Linked DNA regions of Zea mays: region 2 is linked to region 1. Evidence: chromatin contacts called from public Hi-C data. All regions are on one chromosome and are shown on one strand. The core of a region is the stretch at or near the end of the contact, and the rest is flanking DNA. Distances in the headings are between cores, read along the strand shown.

The links. Hi-C and Micro-C count contacts between places; a contact is called where the count stands out from the background.
Region 2: a Hi-C map of ear shows a contact between it and region 1, with 2.2 times the contacts expected there. The contact joins the promoter of LOC100278159 here to the promoter of LOC100272813 in region 1. A contact is called at or near these places in 2 of 25 Hi-C or Micro-C datasets (ear and tassel).

What each region holds. Positions count from the first base shown.
Region 1 is chr3:234,165,924-234,172,903 of Zm-B73-REFERENCE-NAM-5.0, forward strand. It overlaps LOC100272813 (3-ketoacyl-CoA synthase), which reads right to left and starts at 2,130. Exons shown (of 1, transcript NM_001147266.2): 1 at 472-2,130. The coding sequence starts at 2,072. The coding sequence ends at 588.
Region 2 is chr3:234,337,191-234,344,290 of Zm-B73-REFERENCE-NAM-5.0, forward strand. LOC100278159 (condensin complex subunit 2) reads left to right here and starts at 3,270. Exons shown (of 13, transcript NM_001151526.1): 1 at 3,270-3,639; 2 at 3,730-3,831; 3 at 3,960-4,077; 4 at 5,678-5,748; 5 at 5,827-5,887; 6 at 5,966-6,166; 7 at 6,257-6,546; 8 at 6,761-6,911; 9 at 6,988-7,100. The coding sequence starts at 3,355.

The sequences.
Region 1 (6,980 bases), core at 880-3,379:
GTTTAATATACTTTGTTTTCAAACTAGTATTTCTTGAGCTGATGTAAAAAATACCATGATTTGCCATGACATTTAAAACCTATAGTATTCTAAAACCATGGATTTAAAATACTTTGCTTCCAAACAAGTCCTTAACTTCTTAGCAAAATCAATTCTCAGCAAAATCATATGGACCATGCCAAAAAAAAGGCCGAGTTCACTAGTGTATGACCAGGACTTATATGGTCCAACGAAGAAAATACACTTCCAACATTCACTACGAGGTGATAGGACTTCGGTTGCAACATAAGCAAAGATTGAACTCAGAACTAACAGTAAGTAACGTATACTTCATGTAATTCAGTTTACTCAACTGTTTGCCCCCCTTGACCTGTCCATATATTTGATGTGCACACAATGATGATGAGATCTGCACTGATTTACTATTCTTATTAGTATGTCCAAATATAATTGAAAGATCAGTAACAGTTTATTTGGAACTAGTCCGTTAAAAAATCACATGTCCCGTCCGTTGATGACAGATTTGGACATTAAAGATACAGTACAACATTGATTGATTATGCCACTTCACGTCTACATGTACGGATTCAATCAAGGGCCTCCATCAATTTAGGGAGCTGCACTGGGTAGCGGTGGATACAGTCGGCCCACGGCCCAGCAGCGTCGGCGGCGGGCTCGATGCACTCCCACGCCACGCTGCTGCAGTCGAAGCCGGCGCCGAAGGAGATCATCCACACGCGGTCTCCCTTCCTCATGCTGCCCTTGGCCTCGATGTACGCCAGCTCGTACACCACCGAACTGCTGGACGTGTTCCCGAACCGGTGCAGCGTCATCCGCGACGCCTCCACGTCCTCGTCGGAGAGGCCGAGGCCGCGCTGCACCTCGTCGATGACCCCGCGCCCGCCGGCGTGGATGCAGAAGTGCTCGAACGCGGTGCGGAAGTCCGGGCGGTACACCCTCCCCCGGCTGCTCTGTACTAGCCTCCGCCTCAGGATGGACAGAGCGACGAGGAGCTTCTCCGAGGCAGGCAGGACCAGGGGCCCGAAGGCGACGATGTTGCTTTTCAGGGTCTGGGCGGCAGTGGGCACGAGGTCCTTGGAGAGCCGGATCCCCGTGTTGCTCTCCTCGTCCTCCACCTGGAACACGCACCGGTAGGCGGCGTCCCGCGCGGAGGCCACCGTGCGCACGACGCGGGCGAGCCGGAACCGCGCGCCTCGGGCCGCGGTGTTGGACATGATCATGGCGGCGGCGCCCATGCGGAAGAGGCAGTTGGGCAGGAGCATGGAGCGGTCCATGCCGACGTAGTACTGCGACGAGAGGATCTCCGTGGACACGATCAGCGCGTGCGTGCCCGGCGGCGCCACCTGCAGCATGTTCCTGGCGAGACCGATCGAGATGAGCGCCGCGCTGCACCCCATCCCGGACAGGTTCACGCTCCGCACGTCGGCGCGCAGCTTGTACCTGTTCACGATCATGTCCGTGAACACCGGCGTGGGCGTGAAGATGCTGCAGTTCACGATCACCACGCCGATGTCCGCGGGCGTCACGGCCGTCGTCCGGGCGAACACATCGTCGACGGCGGAGAAGATGACCAGCTCGGTCTCGTCCAGGGAGGCCCTAAAGCTGCGGTCCGGGGGCAGGTAGTGGTAGGCGTACGGCACGCAGGTCTCCTCGCCGATCCCGGACCGCTGGAGGAGCCGCCAGCCCCAGCTGATGTCGTCCTCGTTGACCAGGTACGGCAAGAGCCGCACGTGCTCCAGGCACGTCGCGAACGGCGCCCGGAAGCACGGCTTGGGCCAGAAGCAGCCGTACTCCACGAGATACACGTCGCTCGGCCGGCTCATGCGCCTCAGCTTCGCGAGGGCCGCCGTCAGGATCGCCGCCGTGAGGACGTGGAGTGGCCGCACCGCGTGCAGCCGGCAGGCAAGGTCCTCGATGCTGATCGGCCATGCAGCGAAGAGCACGGCGACGACAGAAACCATGGCGAGGACGGCGAGGAAGTTGTCGGCGACGAGCCGGTACGATGCCTTGAGGGCCTTGGCCTTACGAGACGACGACGATCCCGGCGCCATTTCGATCTTTTTAGTGTCAGCGGAATCTTCGATGCATGTGAGAGTGTCGAAGAGATGAAGAAGGTGCGCCGTGTTCCTGTCAATTTAAAGGGCGAGAATGCAGATCATCAGGGTATACATTTTCGTCGGATTTAAATGTTTCATACGCTACCGAAAACAGAAAATGGAATGAAATTTGTCGAATTTTAAAGCAGAATCCTTAAATTTCTCGGCGGGTTTCGTATAATTTAGACCGGAAAATGCTGATTGTGTTGGAAAAAATAAAAAAAATGATAGAATCATATAGTAATGTATATATTCACGTTGCATAATAAGTAACAATAATTTCACATATAATTCGTTCATCAGAATAAAAACCATATATATGCAAGTACAAAATATATGCATTAGTCTTTAGTTTGTACTGCTCCTTAATAATATAACTCCACAACGGTGACATACAAGTTCATATAAAAGGTTTTGCGTAATATAATATAAAGGTTCACACAATTCAAAGGTTGAAGATAATTTGATACATAGGACATGAACAACTGGAATAGCCTCCTTTGCACATGATGACCACAATACCGGAATATACTGCTTTGCCGAGTATCACCAATAGTATGCCGAATTCTACATATAGCACATAAATAATAATAAAACTATAGCACTCAAATAATAATATAACATGTAAATAGTATTAAGCAATAGGAATAATACTAACACTACTAGGTGAGTAAAATAATACTAAAACTATAGCACGCAAATAATTCTGCAAATAATACCTGGTAGTGTTATACCAAATAATACCTGCAAATAATACCTAATTCTGCAAATAATACATGCAAATAATAATTCTACATATAGCACGCAAATAATACCACTATCCTAATGTAGATATCTAACCCTCTATTGCCGTTAACTATCCTTGATAGCATATACTAAGTACTAACAAGTAAACCTAATACCTGATAACATATATAACAACTAGCCCTAACATTTGTTAACATATAGTATATGCTACATCGCTATATGTCATTTCCATAACATATATACAAGTATATATGCATTAACATGTATACATCAATGCACGGACTTCGCTCCAAAACTGAAGTTTCTCGCTGCGGTGCTGTTTTTTCAAAGAAATTTACCTATCAAATGCGTTTAGATCGATTCAGAAGACCCGGAAAAAGTTCTGATTTTTTTATCATATTTTTTCTCTGGTTTATATTTCCCGCGCCGAATTGAAAAATGTAAAAGTTTGACAAAATTTGCGGAATTTCGAACCAGATTTGATTCACTGATGCCGTGGCGTTCTCGGCTGTGGGGGTGCAGTGCGCTGCGCGACATCAAATTGTGGTTGATGGGGACGCAACCACCAACGTCGCAACCGTGCGAGATTCGGGACGTCGTTAAATGCTCGTTAAACGACGCGACCCACCGGCCAGTTTGGAAGGAAAAGCATCGGAATCCTTCACATGGCATGCAGTGGCAGCTTATTCCCTTTGTAGTGGCCGATTAATTAATACCCCATGCATGCTAGGTCGCCGTCAGTGTGCAGTCTACGATCCACGCCAAGTGCTACTGTGTGGTACGGTACACCGTGCGCTGTACACAGTGTTTCGCAATGGCTGATCGACAAGAGCATTTGTTGCTGCCAGCACGTACATATCACTGAGTGTGTATGGATCATGTGATGTGACCTTGGCTTTGTCACTCCCGCAATAATCGTTCTTGGGGGTAGATGCTTTTTGCCTTTTTTTTTACTCATGTTTCGAAGCGCAGTTTTACATTACTTTTTTTCTTCAAATCGGTGTAACTATACATTACTTGACTAGGGCCTCCTTTAGAACAAAGGAAAGGTGAAGGGATTTTGAAATATTAAAATGCTGTAGTAAATTTTTCTATGTGATCCTTTGGAACAAAAAGTTGAGTTCCTATAAATCTTATAAAATTTCTAAAGAATAGACCATTGTAGTGAGATTTTGGAGGAATTTTAATATGAGGTCCAACCTCTTAAAAAATTTTCTATAAAATTTTAAGTGTCATACAATTTTATTCCTACATTTTTTTTCTATCCCTATGTTTTATCAATCATGCAATCTAAAGGAGGCCTGGATGTTTTTAATCAACATTAGTAATCAACATTAGTGATAGTATTGTCGGGGACCATAATTAGGGGTACCCTCAAGACTCCTAATTCTCAGCTGTTAACCCCCATCAGCATAAAGCTGCAAAGGCCTGATGGGTGCGATTAAGTCAGGGATCAGTCCATTCAAGCGACTCGATTATGCCTCGCCCGAGCCTAGCCTCGGACAAGGGCAGCCGACCCCGGAGGATTTCCGTCTCGCCCGAAGCCCCCCTCCAACGGCGGACACATCTCCGGCTCGCCCGAGGCCCTGCCTTCGCTAAGAAGCAACCCTGACTAAATCGCCACACCGACCGACCGAATCGCAGGAGCATTTAACGCAAAGGTGGCCTGACACCTTTATCCTGACGCACGCCCCCCGGCAGAGCCGAAGTGACCGCCGTCACTTCGCCGCTCCACTGACCGGCCTGACAAAAGGACAGCGCCGCCTGCGCCACTCCGACTGCAGTGCCACTTGACAGAGTGAGACTGACAGGCAGTCAGGCCCTGCCAAAGGCGCCATAGGAAGCTCCGCTCCGCCCGACCCAGGGCTCGGACTCGGGCAAAGTCCCGGAAGACGGCGAACTCCGCTCCGCCCGACCCAGGGCTCGGACTCGGGCTAAGTCCCGGAAGACGGCGAACTCCGCTCCGCCCGACCCAGGGCTCGGACTCGGGCTAAGTCCCGGAAGACGGCGAACTCCGCTCCGCCCGACCCAGGGCTCGGACTCGGGCTAGGTCCCAGAAGACGGCGAACTCCGCTCCGCCCGACCCAGGGCTCGGACTCGGGCTAAGCCCCGGAAGACGGCGAACTCCACTCCGCCCGACCCTAGGGCTCGGACTCGGGCTCAGCCCCAGAAGACGACAAACTCCGCTTCGCCCGAACCCAGGGCTCGGACTCCGCCCTGGCCTCTGCCGAACGACCTCCGCCTCGCCCGACCCAGGGGCTCGGGCTCGGCCTCGGCCATGGAAGACAGACTCGACCTCGGCTTCGGAGGAGCCTCCACGTCGCCCAACCTAGGGCGCAGGCCAGTCACGTCAACAGGAAGCGCCATCATCACCCTACCCCGAGCTGACTCGGGCCGCAGAGAACAAGACCAGTGTCCCTTCTGGCTAGCTCCGCTAGATAGGCAATGATGGCGCCCCGCATGCTCTGTGACGACGGCGACTCTCGGCTCTCTTACGGAAGCAGGAGGACGTCAGCAAGGACTCAACCGCTCCGACAGCTATCCCTCCGCCAGACTCCGTCGCTCCTCCGACGGCCACGACATCACACCAGCTGGGTGCCAAGATCTCTCCGGCTGCCACATCGGCATGTACTTAGGGCGCTAGCTCTCCCCCGCTAGACACGTAGCACTCTGCTACACCCCCATTGTACACCTGGATCCTCTCCTTACGCCTATAAAAGGAAGGACCAGGGCCCTCTTAGAGAAGGTTGGCCACGCGGGGACGAGGACGGGACAGGCGCTCTCTTGGGGCCGCTCGCTTCCCTCTCCCGCGTGGACGCTTGTAACCCCCTACTGCAAGCGCACCCGACCTGGGCGCGGGACGAACACGAAGGCTGCGAGATTCCTACCACTCTCACGCCGGTCGCCGACCGCCTCGCTCCTTCCCCACTTCGCGCTCGCCCACGTGCTCGACCCATCTGGGCTGGGGCACGCGGCGACACTCACTCGTCGGCCTAAGGGACCCCCCAGTCTCGAAACGTCGACAGTTGGCACGCCAGGTAGGGGCATGCTGCGTGTTGACGAACAGCTTCCCGTCAAGCTCCAGATGGGCATTCTCCAGCAACCTCTCCGACCCGGGACGGTGCTCCGTTTCGGGAGTCTTGAGTTCATGTCCTTCGACGGCAGCTACGACATGATACTCCTTCCACCGCCGCGCGACAACAACAATGGCGGCCGACAGCCCGCCCACCGGCGGCGGAATCGACGACGTCTTCCCCGCGTGGTGGAAGAACAACATTCGAGCTCGCCCCGTCCTCTCCCCCGCCAACGGAGGAGGAGGCGGGGCAACCAAGGCCAAGCGGGAGGCCGCGCCTCGTCGGCTGTCGAGCGAGTCGACGTCCCCAGCGCCCCAACGGGGGGCGCGTCGGGCGTCGACCTCGCGTTTGAGACGAAGGCGAGCGCCGTCTCCCCGCGACACGCCAATCCCGAGCAAGTGGACGATGCCAGTGCGCTCGCGGAGAGCTTGCGGGACGTCGCCCTCGTACCTGAGATGACGGTGCAATCAGTCCCCGACGTGACTATGTCGCTGCTCGTCGACCGAAAGGTACCGACCGATTCCCATCCTACGTCATTTGGACTCAGCCTCAACCCGCCTAGCGACCTTGCTTTGGCGGGCGCTCTCGTAGAGGCGATTTCAAACCCTCTGGGTTTTGCATACGGTCGCCTTGGGACCGGCTGACGGATGTCTCGACCTACGGGCCCTCTGGGTCCGAGGAAGATGACGACCCCAACATCTGTTGGGATTTCTCTGGATTTGGCAACCCCAGTGCCATACGGGACTTCATGACCGCATGTGACTACTGCCTCTCCGACTGTTCCGACGGTAGCCGCAGCCTCGACGACGAGGACTGCGGCCCAAGCCGCGAATGTTTCCACGTCGATCTAGGGGATCCCTCCGAAGGCAATCATCTCGGCATGCCGGAGGACGATGATCTCCCTAGGCCGGTGCCTCGCGCTGACATCCCACGGGAGCTAGCTGTGGTCCCCGTTCCGGCGGGGGGTCACGATCCACAGCTCGAGCAAGTCCGCGGGGCGCAGGCCAGGCTCGACGAGGGACCAGGAGCGCTTGAGCCGATC
Region 2 (7,100 bases), core at 2,020-4,519, 170 kb after region 1:
CGGTCCGCCGTAGTGGCCCGGACGGTCCGCGCTTGGCCTGTTTTTCCAAAAAAACTTCTCCTGTCCGGAATAATCTACGGTATTCCGAACAGTCGATTTTTGTATAGTTATAGATGAACCTTTGGCACCTGTAGAACATATAATCTAGAGCAAACTAGTTAGTCCAACAATTTGTGTTGGGCAATTCAACCACCAAAACTATTTAGGAACTAGGTGTAAGCCTAATTCCCTTTCACACTTGGTATAGAGTTAGGACCTTTATTTTTTTACTTTGGTCGTACTATAAAGATGGGTTGTGGATGAGTAGCTTGACCAAGGCATGTCTAGTGTAGTGTCAGTGCATGCACACGCTTAAAACTAGCATTAGGTGTCACTCAAAAGCCCACACAAAAGTTGGAGTCAAAATCGTTTGAAAAAATCACGAGTTAGATTTGTTTGAAGTGTTCAGGGGCATTAGACTGTCTGGTGGTGCACCGGACTGTCCGGTGGCTCTCCGGACGTTCAACACAGAGAGGTTGCAATTTGCCCCTAGTATGAGTTCGAGCACCAGACTGTTCGGTGGCACCCAAGACTACCGACCCAGAGGACATGCAATCTGCTCCCTATTTGAGAAGTAGCACCGGGCTATCCATTATGCATCAGGCAGGTTCTTGTTGGCTATCTGGTGTGCTCTTAGTGTAACAGCTAGTTGTCAGGTTTAATCGCTGGCGTGCACTGATGGCGAACCAGACTGTCCGGTGCACCCACGCACAATGCAACACAATAACGTCTAGTTTTGGGTGGTTGGGCTATTTATACCCCATCCACTAGCTATATTGATTGTCTTGCTGCCTAGCAACCTAGTATTCATTGCTTTGAGCTTGCAAGTCCACATTGCTTAGTGAGGTGATTAGCGAATTTATAATCCCACATTAGGACATCATTAGTGCAAGTGAGAGTCACCTAGAGCACACACCTCATGCATTAGACCTCCCTTGGTCAAGTGAAAGTCTATGGCTTATTACTCTTGGTGATCGGCATCACCTAGACGACTCGGTGACATTTGGAGTGCGGCGATCACCCTGAAGGATTTATTGGTGACCCGACTCAAGCTTGTCCGTGGTCATGAGGGAGCCACCATGCCGGAGAGGTAAAGGATCATCTCATAGTGAGCACTTGATCATTGTGAGGACTAAGGGGGGAGTGATACCCTTGCACGAGTGCTCCAACAAGGACTAATGGAGAGTGCTGACTCTCCGATATCTCGTAAAAATTTGGAGGGGTTTTCTTGCTCCTTGCTTTACATTCCACATTTACTTTAAGCAATTTATTTTCAGTATTTTCATTCTTAGTATTTGCCATGATAACTTAGGGTTTGTTTAGCATTTTCTAGCTTTTGTGATTTAGCTAAGAAGTTAGGTGAAGTTGGGCTCTTATTTAGGGTTTAATCTTTTACAAGAAATTTAGAAAAGCCTAATTTATCCCTCTCTTAGGTATCTTAATCCTTTCAGACTAAACCTAAAGTGGTGGACTACTTCCCTCTCATTCCGAGAGTTGAGAGGCAGTTGGGGGACACATCTAGGTACCTCTCTCTAGCTAGTCGGCTAGAGCTCGTGAACTCCTGCTTCTCATCCCTCCGAACATTTTTTATGTGTTCTCTTAGGCTTCCAATTGCGGTGTGGAGAGGTGTTGAGCTAATTTCTAAGAAGCATGCTCTTGTCGTGTAGGATTTGGGTCTCTAGACCAAAGTGTGTCGGAGGACTTGGAGTCATCAACATGCGGCACCACAATTAGGCTCTCCTTATGAAGTTTCTTAACAAGTCCTTTAATAGACTTGATCAGTCCTCGGTGGATCTTGTCTTGAGTAATCACTACCGCCGGGGGAGGTTTCCCAATGTCCAAAAGAAATGTCCCTTCTGGTGGCGTGATGCGCTCTAAGCACTTCTAGTTTTTTGTTCCAATATCAAAGTTAAAGTGGCGGATGGTCGTTCGGTCCCCCTTTGGTTTGATAACTGGAGACATGATAGATTGGTTGACGCATTCGTGGAGCTTCTCTCATTTGCGGTGGTGGAGGAGGAGGCGATGGCGTCTATGACCACGACACTGGTGCAGGGTCAAAGGTCGCACCTTTGGCTGGTGGCTTTGGATTAGTGGTTTGAACGAGTGTAAATATGTAGAGGGCGAGGATGAGGAGTAAAGGGACACGACGCAGGACAACGCTCGCGCATGATCGAATGAGCAAGGGGGAGGGTGCACCCGATAGCGGTATAGATGTACAGAAAGCCTTTAGCATGAAAGCTCGACCCGAAGCATGTTTTTTGGCCCGATGCGAGCCCGGTTTGGCCTACTTTTATACGGGCCTGGGCCAGCCCGACATGAATAAGCGGGCCGGGCCCAGACAGGAAACTAAGCCCCACGGGCTAGCCCGACACGACTCGTTTACCTCTAAGTCCGTCAAGCCCTTTTTTTGCACTAAACCGTGCTTAGCAGCCCACTTAGCTTGTTTTCAGCCCGCTTTTTTCGTGCTTACCGACTCGGTCCGATCCGTTTAGGCCCGCAGTGGGCCAGACTCGGATAAGAAAACGAGCCAACATGTTTGGATGTTTTGGCCCGGTTTTCTAACCGTTTGGCTATATCTAGATAGTGGGGGCCGGGGGCGAGGGGAAGGGTGAGTTTGAAATGGGCAGGGTCTCAAGGAAGAGGAGCCACGGTTACACGTAGGCGTCAGCGCGAGTGGAAGGAGCAGTTGACGAAAGCTGTGCACAATTGAGTTGGAGGGACGTTTGACGCACAAAGAAATTCACAAAAGGAGTACAAAGGTAGTGTTTGGTTGAGGAGACAAGTAGAACAGAGCTGTTCGATCCCTGATTCTAGAACGGAGGCGCTCTGTTCTATGTTTGGTAAGCTGGAAAGGAACGACTCTATTTTTTGTTTGGTTGTAGAGTGAACTGGAACAGAGCGGCTCTATTTTTTGTTTGGTTGCAGAGGGAGGCGCGTGAGCTGCTGCGCACGGATGGGAGGGCGAGCTGTGTGAGCGAGCTGGAAACGGAGCAGCTCCGTCCCATTGATTTTTTGGAGTAGGATGGTTCTGAATCTAAGGAGAATATTCTTTAATTGGAGCTACTCCGTTCTAGTTACTTTGTAATCAAATAACAACAAAACTAGAACATAACCGTTCCGTTCTACTTGCTTTTCAACCAAAGCAACAGTACCCACCCCATCCCTGGCCCCGCTCCCGCACCGCAGCGCATCCGCCCCCAAAATTTGAAATCACGACTGGGAGGGATCCCGAACGACGGTCCAAAATTTTCCCTACCCAACCCCCTCTATCCATCCTGTCCCGTTCCGCTCCGCCGCCGCCGTCGACCGCACGAGATGCCGCCGGCCGAGGACGCCCCACCGCAGACCCCCCCTCCCGCGCGCTGGACGGCGGCCGGGTCGCGGGTGCTGCTGCAGTCTCCGCCTCCAGCGTTCCCGCTCGGATCCAATGACGACCAGCAAGAACGCGCCCGCGCCCGCGCGGCGGCGCGTGCCGCCTCCGTCCGCCGCCGATCCCTCGCCGCCTCCATTGCGCCCTCCAAGGACCCGCGCCACGACCTCCTCAACCGCGAGCAGGTCATGGACCTCTTCCATAACTGTATCAAGCTCGCATCGGAGAACGTAGGTGCCTAGCCCGCCTCCTAAACCTAGCCCGCTCCATTCCTCTCGCTAAGCTTCTTCGTTGCGTTCTTTCTGGGGAAATTTCGGCAGAAAATTAACCAGAAGAACACGTGGGAGCTAGGCCTAATCGATCATCTCAGCGAGATCATCCAAGCGGGGGTGGACGAGGACGAGGAGACCAACTTTCAGAAGGTACCGACCTGCAAAGATCTCCCATTTCCTCCTCTCTTTGTAGCCTTCTTAGTACAAATTTGTCTAGAGGGAGATTCGTCTACTGTATTTGAATTTGTTGGCAATAATGTGGTACTTTTATGGAACAGGCAAGCTGCACACTGGAGGCGGGGGTCAAGATATATTCACTTCGTGTGGATTCAGTGCACTCCGAGGCTTACAAGGTGCTTGGTGGGATAAACCGTGCCGGAAGGGGTGAAGAGGCTGGTGAGGGTGCACTGGAATTTTAATGGATTCTGATGTGTACCACTTTGATTGCAGTTTTACTTCTTTATTAGGGAGCTGTATCCAGTGCAAATTACATGCTCTTATGCCGAGTATGGCTGAATTGCTCGAGTTACAAATTCAAAAAGAATGACCTATACATGATAGGTTCATGATTTTGCTGGAAATCTATGCTGCTTCATTATGGTCTTCTGGTTTGGTGCTTGACGAAAAAGATTTGGAGAAAGGAAAAAAACTGCACTTTTTTTTTTGCTTTTTGTCTTCATCCAGTGCAAATTGGTCTATGCTGGGTATCACTAAACTTGAGTTAAAAACTCTAAAGTAAGGGGGTGTTTGTTTGGGATTATAATCTCAAACACCCCTAAGTTGGCATGCAGTGTGGTTTTATGAGTTAATGGAAAGGTCACTGTTCTAAGGGCCTGTTTGGAAGCACCCAGTTTTTAGAAACTGGTTTATGAAACCGGAGTACTTCCAAACAATACTAGTTCATGTCCTAGTTTCTAGTTTATAGAAACTGGATTCCTAGTTTCTTAAAAACCAAGAAGCCTGCATCCCCTAGCTAAAACCAAATTTTGTCTGTTTAATAACATTATTCCCTTGTTTATTTCATGGAATTTACATCTATTGCCACCACTTTTTAAAATAGAGGAAGGTTAGGCTAGTCAATGCATATGCAAAAAACTAGAAACTGGTTTCTTAGAAACCGGGTTCCAAACACCCTCACCCAATTTTTATTTAAAAACGAGTTTATAGCAAATGGTTTCTTAAAAACCGACATGCTTCCAAACAGGCACTAACTTGATTGGAAGATTAAATATGTTTTAAAACCTTTTCATTGTTACCCATGTTAGAACTGTCCTGTTTTTTGGTATTCCTTGGGTGAAATTGATCAACTTACATTGATATGTTACACAGCTTTACACAACCTGTGCACTCACAGATTATGAACCTTCTGCAAAACACTGTTTATGAAATTGGGAACATTTGCTGTTTTCTTACTGTTTTTGTGCTTAAAATTTGAGAAGCACTGTTTTGCACTTTGGGATGGCACTGTGGCAGTTTTGGGTCAGTGCTCTGCATGATTTTGGGTCCAGTGGATTCGGGTTTAGGGACCCAAATTTTATTGGGTTTGGTTTCCACCCGCGGATGTATAATGGAGGTCCAAAATAGTACATTTTAAGTAAAAACTCATTTGTTTTGTTAATAATTTGTTTATGTAAGCTATTAAGTTTATTCTAAGTTGAGTCATGAAATTATTTGTTCTTTATTGCCTTTTGCTTATATATGTGAATATGTAATATGTATCATGCATGAGTTACTAGAAATTCCTTAATGTCTTTTGTATATTGCTATATAGTGGTGGTTTTTGGTTTTTTTGGATCCACTGGGTTTGGTTTTGGGTTTGGATTATCACCTGAAACGGTGTTTGGGGTGGTTTTGGGTTCTGGGTTCAAGTCCACAGTCTCCACCTGATCCAAATCCACCTTGCCATCCCTATTTGCACTCCTGTTTTACAGTATTATCCTTAGATAATGTAATGCTGTTTCATGATGATGCTCTGAGTTGGTTGTTGCCATTAAAGATTTGGAGGAAGGCAGCAATGTTGAACCTGCACAGGATGAAGCAATCAATAAAAAGGATGCTGATAGGAGGGTACAACATTTTGAATGGAGTACTTAGTTCTTCACTTCAATTCTGCTTCATTATGTTAATGCCTTTCCATTTGTGCAGATTTCACCTGCTTCAACGTTGGAGTCGTCATTTGAGGCTCTCAATGTAAAGAAATTTGATGGTAAGTTTCAAGTTTATTCTCACTATCTCTTGTTGAAAATTATTCTACCATGGAGCTGAAATGCGTGCTTACTACTAGTTGCTTTCACGGTGGATCCTCTATACCATCAAACTACCGCTCAGTTTGATGAAGGTGGGGCAAAGGGCCTTTTGTTGTATAACCTTGGAGTTTATGGTAGCTGCCGTGTGCTGTTCGATTCATTTGAAGCTCCAGACAAATGCATCTTAAGTGATATGCAAACTGAGCAGGCTGAGACAATTGACCTTTCATTTGCTAAAGGTAATATTATTAGTCCGTTGCTTGGTTCTCTTTATGATCTTTGCATCTTGCTTTCAATGGGGTGTCAGTTAGGTTTGTACTCTTGGACAGAGCAAATTGAGGAAATGGTCACTCAAATGCGTCTATGTAATGATATTTCTCCAACCCTGAGGGATATTGTTGCTCAATTTGATGAAGAAAACCAAAGGCCATCACATAGGTTATCTCCTGGTCAAATGCCAGTAATGGAAGATCAGATGGATGATGGTAATGAAGCAGACGATAACGATAGCATGCTACCTGATTCTGGAACTTGGGATTTTGGTGATTGTCATGACCATGAGGATACATATGATCAAAACTGTAATCCAATGGATTCCATCTCAACAAACTTTCAAGAGGTATTTTCCTGCAGACTAGGTAAAATTTGGCAAAAATTGTCGTGGAAATACAAGTTAATTGCAGAACAAAGCCAAATATTTCCAAAATATTTGTGCTAACTAAACATGTCGCTGCATCTGGATGCTTACTACAGATTCTCTGTTTGCCATCCATCTAATATGTTGAGATTGAATTGCTTGTCAAAACTTATTTTGCAATTATGTCCATATGCAGGAATTCAATGAATACACTGTTGAGATTCCTCAGGGTACTATTGTAAACGATAGAGTTGACAAAATTGCATCTCTTGTGTTACTTGGCATGGCCTCATCAAAAGCAAATGCTTGGGCAGGACCTGAGCACTGGAAATATCGGAAAGCTAAAGGTACTGTATCGGTAGGTAGTCCACTTGGTTTTTACCAAGGTAGCATTGTTTAATGTTTGAGCTTGCATTTTTCTAGATTTGGAGGCTGCTCCAACTTCATCAGGTGATTCAGAAATAACAAATAAGATAAAGAAAAGAACCAAGGATAAACCTGACATTGGTTTCACAAAAGCATTGGACAATGAGCTT